Linked DNA regions of Gossypium hirsutum: region 1 is linked to region 2. The links are chromatin contacts, called in public Hi-C maps. All regions are on one chromosome and are shown on one strand. The core of a region is the stretch at or near the end of the contact, and the rest is flanking DNA. Distances in the headings are between cores, read along the strand shown.

The links. A called contact is a pair of places that touch in the nucleus more often than the background predicts.
Region 1: a contact with region 2 is called in a Hi-C map of leaf, with 4 times the contacts expected there. The contact joins two enhancer-like sites. A contact is called at or near these places in 2 of 34 Hi-C or Micro-C datasets (hypocotyl and leaf).

Annotation. Positions count from the first base shown.
Region 1 is chrD08:46,472,237-46,478,733 of Gossypium_hirsutum_v2.1, reverse strand. No RefSeq gene overlaps it. Among protein-coding and RNA genes, the nearest start is that of LOC107926897, 3.8 kb to the left of the region's middle. Within about 2 kb of position 3,658, at least 3 of the 9 cell types and tissues checked have an H3K27ac peak or open chromatin away from gene starts, as enhancers often do. A contact at or near this core is called in hypocotyl and leaf, where this site is marked.
Region 2 is chrD08:46,375,777-46,381,951 of Gossypium_hirsutum_v2.1, reverse strand. It overlaps LOC107918204 (a long non-coding RNA gene), which reads left to right and starts at 1,147. Exons shown (of 3, transcript XR_001689967.2): 1 at 1,147-1,278; 2 at 1,542-1,613; 3 at 2,350-2,691. Within about 2 kb of position 4,656, at least 8 of the 9 cell types and tissues checked have an H3K27ac peak or open chromatin away from gene starts, as enhancers often do. A contact at or near this core is called in hypocotyl and leaf, where this site is marked.

The DNA.
Region 1 (6,497 bases), core at 2,409-4,908, 98 kb before region 2:
TTATAAAATTTACTAGTAAAAATTCAGTACTTAATGTTTCAGTTTATCAAACTTACCCTAGCATCTCAAATTAAAATCCCCCTAAATTTAGTGTCACACATTAATTTTTTTAACAAATTAATATCATTATAAATTCTGATCATATCTGCTATTTTTGACACAATGCCTAGAACTACCCATAATCCCTCCCCGACTCATAAATAGGAGGATAATACACTTCAGCGCACTCGAGCCCATGTCCTCCTGCATTGGCAACAATGTCTTTGTTAATTGAATTAAAACTCAATCGACAATGTCACAAATTAATTAAATACACGTATATTTAACAAAAATAGATTATGCACATCTACAACGTGGTTGAAATCTTTATGTAACAAATTTAAAATAATTGATATAAGAATCAAATGCTGCTTTGGTTGAATTGGTAAAAGTTGAGATAAGAGAGATTTTAAGATATGGAGTTTAAATCTTTTCAAGTGTATGTATTTTTCTAAATTATAATAAAGGATAAAAATACCCTTAAAATTATATTTGTTGCTTTAAAAAATATTAAATTTTTGATAATTTTACAATTAATTGAAACTCGATTGAGAATGATACCAACTCAATCGAAATTTTAAATAATGGGTATAGATTTAGATTATAAAAGAAAACTCTCAAATTTTAGTATAAAAATATAACCATAAGGATATTTATGCCTTTTGTTATTTTAAAATTAAATATAAAATTAATTCTTTTTAAAAGTTGTCATGCCCTTTTTTAGGTCTAGCCGTCTAGTTATGTTTGTAATTTATTGTTTTTCAGAAATTTAAAATTTAATCTACCTATTTTAATTTAATATAATTTGATCCTTTTTCTTGTAATGTTATAAGTGGCTTACATTGATAATATTATTAATCGTATCCTTAAAAGTGATGGTACATAATTTTTTTTAAATATATTTAAGCATTCAATTGATATATAAATTTATTATTAGTTAAACATGGTTGATTCGATTTTTATGTGATTTAAACTACACGATCTAATAATATTAAAAAATTTATATCATTATTTTAATAGCAACAACTGACAATGTGATCAATTTAGACCTACTAACAAACATTATAAAAATTATATTTTTGGTACACTCACGATGTGGTGAAAAAATTATGTAACAAATATATTATTATAAATGATATAAAAACTAATTGATTCTTTGGTTAGGATGGTAAAGTTAAACGCTTATTATGAATGGTGTTTCAGTTTTAAATCTCATTCTAAACACCCTCATAAAACATAACTTAATTTAAATATGATATTGTATTTTAGTGATTTTACAACTCAGGTGGGCACAACTCAATAAAATACTTAATATATATAAACATAGATACACCAACTAATTTATGCCAAATTAAAGTAAGGGGCTTAAATATCAAATTTTAATGTAAAAAAATGACTAAACCCATTATTAAATATTTTTAATGGAATAATAATAATTTTATTTATCAATATTTACATTTTCTTTGTCGATTTGACCATTATTTTTTTTAGCTAAATTTGGCTCTTAACCTTCTAAAAACAAAAAAAATTGTAAACATGACAGCCCACTTTTACTTTGTCTTATTTGTTTTAATTCTATGAACTTTTTATATTCTTATTTTTATTTTATTTTTTAAATATATTTATAATTTATTAACGTAACATATAAAATAAATAGTGTCAAGTCAATTTGAAGTACAAGTGTATTGCCAAGCCAAAATCATTCAAAAAGTTAATTGTTTAGTCTATATTTTCATCAAAAATAAAACGATTTGACCTTTTTTTAAAAAGCTGATAGTGTTGATTGAGTCTTGATTGGCATCAACATTGTTACCAATGTAAGAGGACGTGTGTTCGAGTATAGCACGAAGTGAATTGCCATGTCAAATTAGTATGAAATATAAGTGGATTGTCATGTCAAGATTGTTAAAAAAGGTTAATTGTTTAGTTTGTATTTTTATCAAAATAAAATGATTTGACTCTTTTTAAAAAGTTGATAGTGATGATTGAGTCTTATCTCGATTGATATTAACATTGTTATCAGTGTAGGGGATGTGGGTTCGAGTGCGCTGAAACACATTATCCTCCTATTTAAGGGTTAGAGAGGAATTATAAGTAGTTCTAGACATTATACCAAAAAGAGTAAATATAATAAAAACCTATAATGAGATTAATGTTAAAAAATTTGATAGTAAAATTTAAATAAAATAACATGATATAAGGTTAAAAGTTTTTAACCTTCGGTATGTTTAAGTTTAACAAATACCAATACTTTTTTTCCTTCTTTATGTATTATTAATATACTTCTTTTTTTAGTTATGTAGTGAGTGTGCCACTAAATATTCTTTAATTGTAGTTTCACCTAAAGCTTTCTTCAAAAACTCTTGTCAACAAAAGAGGATGACGTCTTTTTCTTACCTTTGACCACATTCCCTTATTTATTAAACCCATAATGACTCCTCCAATTTTGTAAAAAACATTATTTTAGTCTTTTATTTATATTTTCATCCTTTATAGTTAAAAATTTTATATTTTTGTTAAATCATCTCAAAATAAATAGAAAAGTTATTTTTTTTAACTTTGCTGACATTGACATGCTAACATTTAATTAATTTGTTTAAAAAATTAAAAAATTTATTTTTAAAATAAAAAATCATTAAGATTATTTAAAAAGTTATAATTTTTTAAATATTTTCTAAATTTTAAAAAATTAATTAAATGTTGGCATGTCATTCACGTGGTAATTCATGTGTCATGTCAGCAAATTTAATAAACGTTAAATTTTCTATCTATTTTGGGGTGACTTGACAAAAAAATAAAAATTTAACGGCTAAAAAAGACAAAAAAAATAAAGTACTAAAATAACTTTTTTTTTATATAAAATTGGAGGAAAAGAAATTATTATGCCTTTATTGAAAGAACATACAAAATGTAACAACCTTTGACATTGTTATTAAGAGCGTGTCTGCATATATTATTATATGATCCAAAATATATATTAGCTTGGTTTATTTTATGTTATAGGTCTGCCCACTAATAATTAACCCTTGAAGGCCTCCTTTTTCATATCCGCAGCTCCAGCCTTTGTTTTCTACGAAATCTATGGGTTTTGCTTTTTCGCAATTTACTCCCTTGTGGATTGTATAAATCAATAATTTGGGATCATTTATAGTAACAACAATGTTACACTTTCTAATTATAAAAGATTATTCATATAATTAATCAATGTGACTATATATCAATAAAATTTTTATAAATGACATGCTTTGATCCTTAATGTAAATAGAAATCGAAATAATCTAAACCTGTAATGATTTGTTTTTTTAGAAAAATTAGAGCCTAAAACCTAAATAACATAACTCTGAAACAATCTGACCCCTATGATGATACGAAGAAAAAAAATCCAAAATTAAAAAGATCAAAATCTAATATGAGTCATACACCAAATGTATCATATACTAATAAAATTATTAAAGCGAAAATGATCTGAACAAATAAAATTCAATAAATTCAACTTGAAATATTAAAATTTAAAACAATCCAAGTAATGAACTGTCAACAAGTTGAAAGATGTAGTGTGAGCCCATTTTGATGCATGCATGGTTGCATATTTGGTGCCGTCCAGTCCATCGATGTTTATCTCCATTGTGCAGCCCCTGTGTTTCCTATCATCCATTCATTATTGTGCTTTCCTTGATTCAACTACGTCCATAACAAGAATATCAAGTTTATTCACTATTGGGCCTTTCTTCTACTTCTTTGTTACACAACCTTCAATTTAATTATTTAATTTTTGATTAAATTATAAAGTAAAAATTTAAATATAATAATACTTTTAAAGTTTTTGTATTTGCCGTATATTTAAAATTTAATCTTAATACTTTTACTTTTAAGAATTTAGTCACTTTACTTTCCGAATTTAAAAATTTAAGTCCATTTGTTAACGTTGTTATAATTCTTTTGTTAAATTTTTAGCATGACATTTTGAAATTAAAAAAAAATACTCCCTTAATATCCATGTTACAAAAATTACATTGTAATTGTATTTTTAAGGAAAAGCGTCGCTAAATGTATTTTATTTAAAAAATTACACCACATCAATTTTTTTTCAAATTTATGGTATTTTCACATTATTATATAAAATAATATATAATTAATAAACTCCAAATGTTACATTTACAAATTCTTGAAATATATAAGTTTTAATAAATCAAATATAACACATTAAAATTTTATACAAATATTTTGCTACAAATAAATTTGAAAACAAAGTTAACAATGACATCCCTATTACAACCATTATCAAGTTAACTATGTATCCAAAAATATTCATACAAGAGAATGAAACAAAGTAAAATTGTTTGTTTTACTTCTAATTTACTTCTTCCTTTGTTTTAAAAGGCCCAATTCAGTGACAACATCATCAAGTATTTTTATTCGAAATAATCATTAATTTTTCCTAAAAAAATAACAACTATTATGTGAAAGAAAGGAGGAAGATATAAGTTCAAAACAATTAGTGGCTTTTTCTTAGAAAGTGTCACAAATTATACACAAACAATTAGCGGCAATTTCAACAAAACGCCACTAAAGAATTTAATCTAACTACATTTCCATTATAAAGGCCATTAAAGGTTTGGCGCCAAAACAATTTCCTTGAGAAGTTGCATGTCTCGAGTTAATTAATATGTTTTTCATGGCATTTTATCGCAGAAACACCGCTATATGTTTTGATATAGGTGTTTTTTTTAGAAGTGCCACTAAAGGGTTACATATAGAGGCAATTTTCTTAGGAACGTATAAAAATGTTGTTGGGCCTTCCTTTTATATATTGTTGTATAAATATCTATAATCGAGTGATAATTTATTGCACTGGCAATGCACTTTTTTAATTCTACAGGTAAAGTTATAAATTTTTGACGTGTCTCATTTCTTTTATATATTTCTTCTTTTTTTTTTAAATTTTTTTACTACACTCTATATATACTTGTTATCAACCTAACCCTGCTTGTGAAAATTTTAAATTTCACTAATAGTGTATCAAATGTAAGTGCCTGAAGAATCATATATAAACCAGGAACTTTCATGTCAAATCATTAAGAACAAAATTATATGCAGAAGCATACCTGGATCCATTACTGGAGATTTCCTAGAATGTTTTTAATCTTCCAAGAAAATAGTTTTTCTCTTTGTATAACTCTCTGATGGGGATGGAAAAGAAATACGAGATATATCTATTTCTTAGGGACAATTACCTCTTTTTAAATAACTTATTATTAAATTAGTTTTTGGGTATTTATAATTTGGCCCCTCATCAAATTATAAATACAACTTATGGTATCTCCACATTATGTCCATGACACTTTAATACCTATGAAACTTTTAACATAATTGGCCACTGAATTTTGTATCACACTTTATAATAGCATTATACATTATACATATGCGCCCATAATTGGGGATTTTAATCCAACAATCTCCTACTTAGGCAACATATGTTCCGTGATAAATATACAATCTTATGAGCTCAAAATTTGCTATCATATAATAGGTATTCTATAACAACCTCGTCCATCAACTATATCCATATAGGATCAAATCAGTCTTTGTCATGTTAATCATGACTAAACTCATCAATGGTCACATATATAAATATAGTCAAATGACATAGATCAATCATGAATGCGTAGCATGGAAATTACATGCAATGTGAACCAAACATGCCTATTTCCAACTAGTCCTCCTTAAACTTAAGTGAGGTCAGTATCAAAATAACAAAATAGAGTGAATAAACTGAATACTTCATTTCTGATAAAAAAACAACCAAATATATAAATGTCTAAAAACAAACATAAAGAAATAAAATACAAACTCCTAATAATCCATGATGTCCTTAAATAATATAACACCCATATGAGCAGTCTGCTCATGAAAGACCTTGGGTGGTAAACATTTTGTGAACGAATTTGCTATCATGGAGTTTGTCTCAATGTGTTCTATGGATATTTGTCCACTTTACACTCTCTCTTTCACAACTAGGAACTTTATGTCAATATGCTTTGACTTAGACTTAGTTGAGCTCTTGTTGTTGTTGGAATACAACACTGCTGACTTATTATCACAAAATAATTTGAGTGACCTTTCTACATTCTCCAAAATGTGCAGCCTAGTGTCAAAGTTCCACAACCATATTCCATGGTTTGATGCCTCATAGCACGCTACAAACTCAACTGCCATAGTGGAAGAAACTACAAGTGTTTGTTTGACACTTTTCCACAATATAGCTCCTCAAACTAACATATAAATATAGCCTGATGTAGATTTCTTGCTATCTTGGCATCTAACAAAATCATAATCAGAATACCCTACGACCTCCAAATGATCTGATCTCTTATAAGTGAGCATGCAATCTTGTTAACATAAAATGGTGGAATTGAGATTTTTTTTATTGTAAAAAATGATGCATGAATCAATTAGTT
Region 2 (6,175 bases), core at 3,407-5,906:
TACAACACTAATGACCTTATAAATATTAAATAATTAATATTTACGGGATGACATGTCAGAATTGTAGTCCCAAAATTGCTGTTTCTGAAACCACTAGAAAACGAGCTGTTATATAAATATTTTGAGTCCTGTTTGAAGCGACCACCCGAAGCCAATCCTTTACATTATTTTTCTTCAAGTACTTCTTTGTCAAGTAATGTACCTAAAACAACAATACACAATTTTTAAAGATGCTTATCAACTTTAAAAATCAAATGTCTCAAACATTCAGGCAACTCATTAAAAAGGTAAAGTTATTTGAGTAATAAACAAGGTACATTACTTCATAAGATTCAATTCGAACTATTTTTAAGATTTAAGAGATGTGGTACCATTTGGAAAAGCTACGGTTTCTTGAAATGTTGATCTTGTTCTTGTTGTAGTATGTAGTGACGACGTCACTGACAATATTGGATTTGTCGCCAACTTTGACATTTTCCTACAGGAACTTTCCTAATGAGGCGATCATGATATTGTCTAGGGTTAGCTTGGCACGATAGATGGTGAATGAAACTACCTTCTTTTTTCCACCCTTGGGTATCGCTATTGCCATTAGAAGGGTGGCCCGACTTAAAGGCCCACCTGAAAAGTGAGAGGGTTTGGGTAAAAATGTAATGAACCGATTTCCAGTGGGCCAAAAACTACGATTCTGAAATGTCATTTTCCTACAATGTGTTCATAGATATTAATATTTAATATTTATGAGACTAGTATAGAAACCTATTAAAGTTAGTCTAGTAACTTAGCTTAATCGATAGTAAATTAAGGTACAAGGGTTATGATACTAAAGTCAGTGGAGTTGAAAATTACAATTCTGAGATCCTGTTTCCATAAATTGATCTCGTAAATAATATTTATAAATATTTTCAGAGTTAACCTTTTAGATATATTAAATTTTGATTAGGAAATTTCATGTACTTAGTGTTTAATTTAAGTACAGAGACTAAATTACATAAGAGGTAAAAGTGCAATTTATAAAAGGATTATAATTAGAAATTAATAAAGGGACTAAAGTGGCAATTTAACTACTAAATTAAATTTTTTAGCCATTTAGCATATATATTATATACGTGTGACCAATTAAAAAGGAAAATGAAAATGAAAAGAAACTTTATAAAATAAAAGAAAAAGGTTTACTAAATGGGGTGGGTAAAATAGAAACAAGCTGTTTCTTCACCCTCAAACCATCGACGCACGGGGAGAAAATGTTAGGGTTTTCAAAAATTCAAGCTTCAATTGGTATGCTTTAATTAGTCCGTTATTTGTAATTTTTACATTTTTAGAATCCTGATTTTATAAGCTACCTGACCCATGTATTGTTTTTCAGTACTGTTAAAGATTGAGGATATTACCATTATTGTATTCGCTAAAATGTTACAGACCGATTTGATAAATTTTTTGGTTAAGTTTGAAAGATATTTTGGTCCCAATTTTTAGGGATTTGATTGAGTAATATACAAAGGTTGTGTATTGTTAATGTGTTCTATTTGTTTAATCCGTAGTTGACGTCAACCCGGAACCTTCGAGGAAGAAGGGAAAAGACAAGATTGAAGACGAATAGCTTCGTGATTACGGTTGGTGTTTCTATGACCCGACTATTTCAATTATTGTTATTAATTATATATACATTTATATCCATATACATATCACTTGGTTGGTGAGTTTATAAGAAGAATTAGTTCTTGAAATAATTTGGTGTAATTGTCAAATAAAATTAAAACATGAGTTGGAAATGATTTCACACATATTTTTCGGTTCTACCGACCAGCGTAGGGCTCATTTATTGTCGGTTATATCGACCAGTGCTAGGCACACATATTTATTGGTTTTACCGACCAGCAGGGCGCACTTATTGTCAGTTATACCGACCAGTTTGGGCACACATATTTGTCGATTTTACCAACCAACGCACTGCACATTTTATTTTCGGTTATACCGACCAGTGCTAGGCACACATATTTGTCAGTTTTACCGACCAGCACAGGGTGCATTTATTTTCGGTTATATCGACCAGTGCTGGGCACACATATTTGTCAGTCCTACTAACCAGCGCTAGGCGCAATTCATTAATACGAATTTATTCATCAGGCACTGGTGTTAATTGGAACCGTATACATGACTAAAGTTGAGTTACGTTAATGAGGAAAATAAAGAGATGGAATGGAAATAGGGATAGAAATGAGTTTGATGAATGATATTAAATGGAACCTAGATTTGCTGATTATTCTACAATATAACTTGGTTTCATATCATAAGAATATTTTTAATTTCTTATCTAGTAAATGACTCCAATTTCTGCTATGTGTACAGATTAGGTACTATTTTGTTAGATTGTCAGTTCAACATCCAGCGGCAATCTAGGACTCAATGTTGGTGGTTTGTTTCTTTTTGGTCTTGCCATGTACCTAGATGGTTTAAGGCCTTTTGTTTAGTTATCCCTTTTGTAACGATGTAAGCATGCATATTGATAAATGAATGTGATCATTTTGTAACGTAAAAAATTTGTTGAGGTGCCAATTGTGGCATATTGGTTAGATTTAAGATAGATGATTTTGGCATGCTTCTAGTGTCCTTGGAATTGTCATAAACCATGTGAAATCTAATTTCTTTTGCAGGGGTTTTTCGTAAAATAAGCAGAAATGTTGTCAAATTTAAAAAAAAAATTTATTACTACACTACCATTTCAATAAATTGAAATAGTAAAATAGGCGTTTGAAGGTGGCATTTTATATTCGGATCCTCTAATTGGGTTGAATATAAGGTGTTACAAAAAATATAGGCCCGAAAAATAGGTTTAGACAAAAAATAAGGCCAGTTTTAAAAAAAACGGACTGGGCCTCGGGTAAGACATTTTTGGCATGGGCCAAACTCAAATTCACAAAAGGACAAAAAATTTGCTATTTTTTTGTTTGTTTTCTCCCTATTTTGCTACCATTTCAGTATTATGTTACTACTAATTTGTTGTTATTGTTTGGATATTGTATAACACTTGTTTTATTGTTAATTTTGCTATTATTTTAGAGGCACTTGCTTGTTAAGTTACATCTATCTTAGTGTTATTTAAGTATACATATTTTTGAAAATTTATTTTCAATTTGTTGGGAAATATTTATTTTAATGTTTCTAGTATTTTCTATGTATTATATATATTATATAAAAAAATAATATAAAAAATTTAATACTAGCGGGTCGTGCCTGGGTTTTAGCATTTTTATCTGGGTCGAGCTTGGGAAAAATTTTAAGCCCATTTTTCAGGCCAAGCCCGGGCCTAGGAAACAGGCCTAAATTTTTTGTTGGGTCGGGACCTATGAGCACCTCTAATTGCCATGCAGGGGAAACACTAGAAAATTTTTTAGGGGGCTGAAATTAAATTCTAATTTTTACGACAGCAAAAATGTAATTTTATCATTTTAATAGCCTATATCTTTATAGTTTTTAAAGGATTAAATCAAATTTTTTATATTTTTAAGGGGTCAAAGTGCAGTTTTACCTTTATTAATTTAAAATTTAAAAAATTTTAAAGAATCTAAATGAAAAAATTTTCATTTTAGGGGAGACCGAAGCCCCTGCCAACCCCATTAGTTTTTCCCTTGTTGCCATACTAGTCATACTCGAGCTAACTAGAGTGTTTTTCATTGAGTTAAATTGATGATAACAAATGAGGAAAAGAATAAAAACAGAAAGGGATGAAAGGATAGAAAAAATACCTTGGTTGATAATAATAATAATAATAATAATAATAATAATAATAGGTGAAGTTGGGATTGCTTTGAGGTTCAACCAAAAATAAAGGTTTTAGTTTAGGGTTGATTTTTTGGTCTTTTGGGCTTTAACACGTAAGAGAATGAAATCAAGGACGACACAAAGAGGCAAAAGGCCTTGACCACCTAAAATGATAAAAAAAATTAGCCCTTTTAAAAATTTGAATTTTTAAGTTAATATAATGATTAAATTGCATCTTGACCTCTTAAGATGGTAAATTTCTTTTGTAATCCCTTTAAACATTATGAAATAATATGTTAATATAATGATGAAATTATATTTTAACCCCTTTAAAAAATATAATTTAATCTTTACCCTTTAAATAAATTTTTAGCAGTGCAATCCCATGACTTAACAATAAAGCAAATATAAGTTCTTAAAATATTAAGAAAAGGTAAAACTGTGGATCAAATTGTAAACACAACTGAAAATGTCTTCTCTGGAAATTGGTTGTGTTTCGGAATCTAGGTCGGTCGTCGATCAGGAAATGAAAAAAGTCAGATTTAAGGAAGACGACAGTACTGCAGATGCCGAAATGATAGAGGATGTAGTCTCGCCGTCAAAGGACTTGGTTTCGCCAGCAAAGATCACTTGGAAGTAGATGCTTATTGGGAAAGGGGATCACAATCAAGGTGAAAGGCCTCAATCTACTGGTAAGGATAGAAATTGAATTTTTGGAATACAACGTTAAAAAAACTATTGTTAATGGCATCCCGGCGATAGAATTTTCAAAACGTATTCAACAGAACCTTTTAAAGGATATGGAGACTACGGTGGATTAGTAGCTTATGGCGACCATCTAGGCCATTCAATCTTATGGATATAGAGATGGCTATTTCTTAGCCAAATTTCATAGTATTGAGGATTATAATAAGGCCCTTTCGCAAGGGCCTTAGATCATATATGGCCAATACCTCACTGTTCAACCATGGACAAAGTATTTCAATCCTATGAAACCTTACTCGAGTATGGTATTAGCTTGGATTAGATTACCGGGACTCCCGGATTTCATGTATAAACGGAGAATCCTGGTAGCTATTGGAGGTTTGGTAGGAAATGTGGTCAAGCTTGACCTTAATACTGACAGCAAAACAAGATGTCGTTTTGCTAGAATGGATGTTTTTGTTGATCTTAATAAAGCCATTATATCCCAAGTTATGGTGAATGGAGAACTGTAAAATGTTGAGTATGAAGCTTTACTGACCATCTACTTTTCTTGTGGAAAATATGGTCAAGTATGAAGGTGTGTCTGCGTGAATTCTGGGGAAAGAAGAAAATAGGTGTGAATGTTGAAGGGATAGAACCGAATGGTTTTAATAATGAGACAGATGGGTTAGTTGAGCTTGTTATTGGTAATTTAAGCCAGGTTTTAGGTGAGAAAGATCCAAATTTTTTTGTTAAGATGCAAGCATTAATGCTTTTCTTGTGAACCCAAAGAGTTCGGCCACAAAGGTTAACAATGATGGGTTAGAAAAAGGAAACAGTGTTGACTTGGGCTTGCGGGCTGTGTGGCAAATTGCTAAGGACCTTGCGATCTGACAAACTAGGAAAGGTGGTCCACAAGAAATTTCAAAAGGTCTCTTTACAGATGGGTCCACTCAGTCTAAGGGCCAAACATTTACTGGGGATGGATCGTTCTAGGAGACACGTGGGTAGAGCACTGAAACAGAATTAAATGAGAACATTTTTTGCGCTAGTAAACAATTGGATTTTTCCAGTACAGATTCGGTTGAAATTGCTAACTCCTTAATTGATTCTAATTTAACTACTTCTCATTACAATCCCACTTTTTAAGGTTCGAAAAGGATTATGATTAAATTAAATGATAAATTTTTGGACCTAGTGAAACATAAGGCTGTCATTTTTAAAAATAGGATGGCTTTTGATAAAAGACAAAATATTGGAAGCGATAATAAAGTTGGGGGTAGTCCAAAAAGTCATGGATCTTTTGAGAATGTTGGAAGAAACCGTAATGGAAAAAAATTAAATAAGACTATTCGTAATCATGAGAATAGTTTTAAGTCTGTTGGGAATGCTCGGGTTACATTGTCTAATTCTATGAATACCTTGATTGAGGTTATTAATGATCAATTTGACAAATAAAATATTAAAGGATCAGAAGCCTCGGTAGGAGTACAGAATCTTGAGCCCTTGGGCTCAAACTAGTAAGTTGGTCTCCTTTTTTCTTTATTTATTAATTATGAACTCAACGGTCTTTTTATGGAATTGCTAAGGATGTGTAAGTTCAAAGTTTATACGCTCTTTTCGTCAGTACAACAGATAGCATAATCCTGATATTGTTAGCTTGCTGGAAACAAGAGTAAGTGGTTTTAAAGCAGATAATATTATTTCTAGTTTGGGTTTTCAGTGTTCT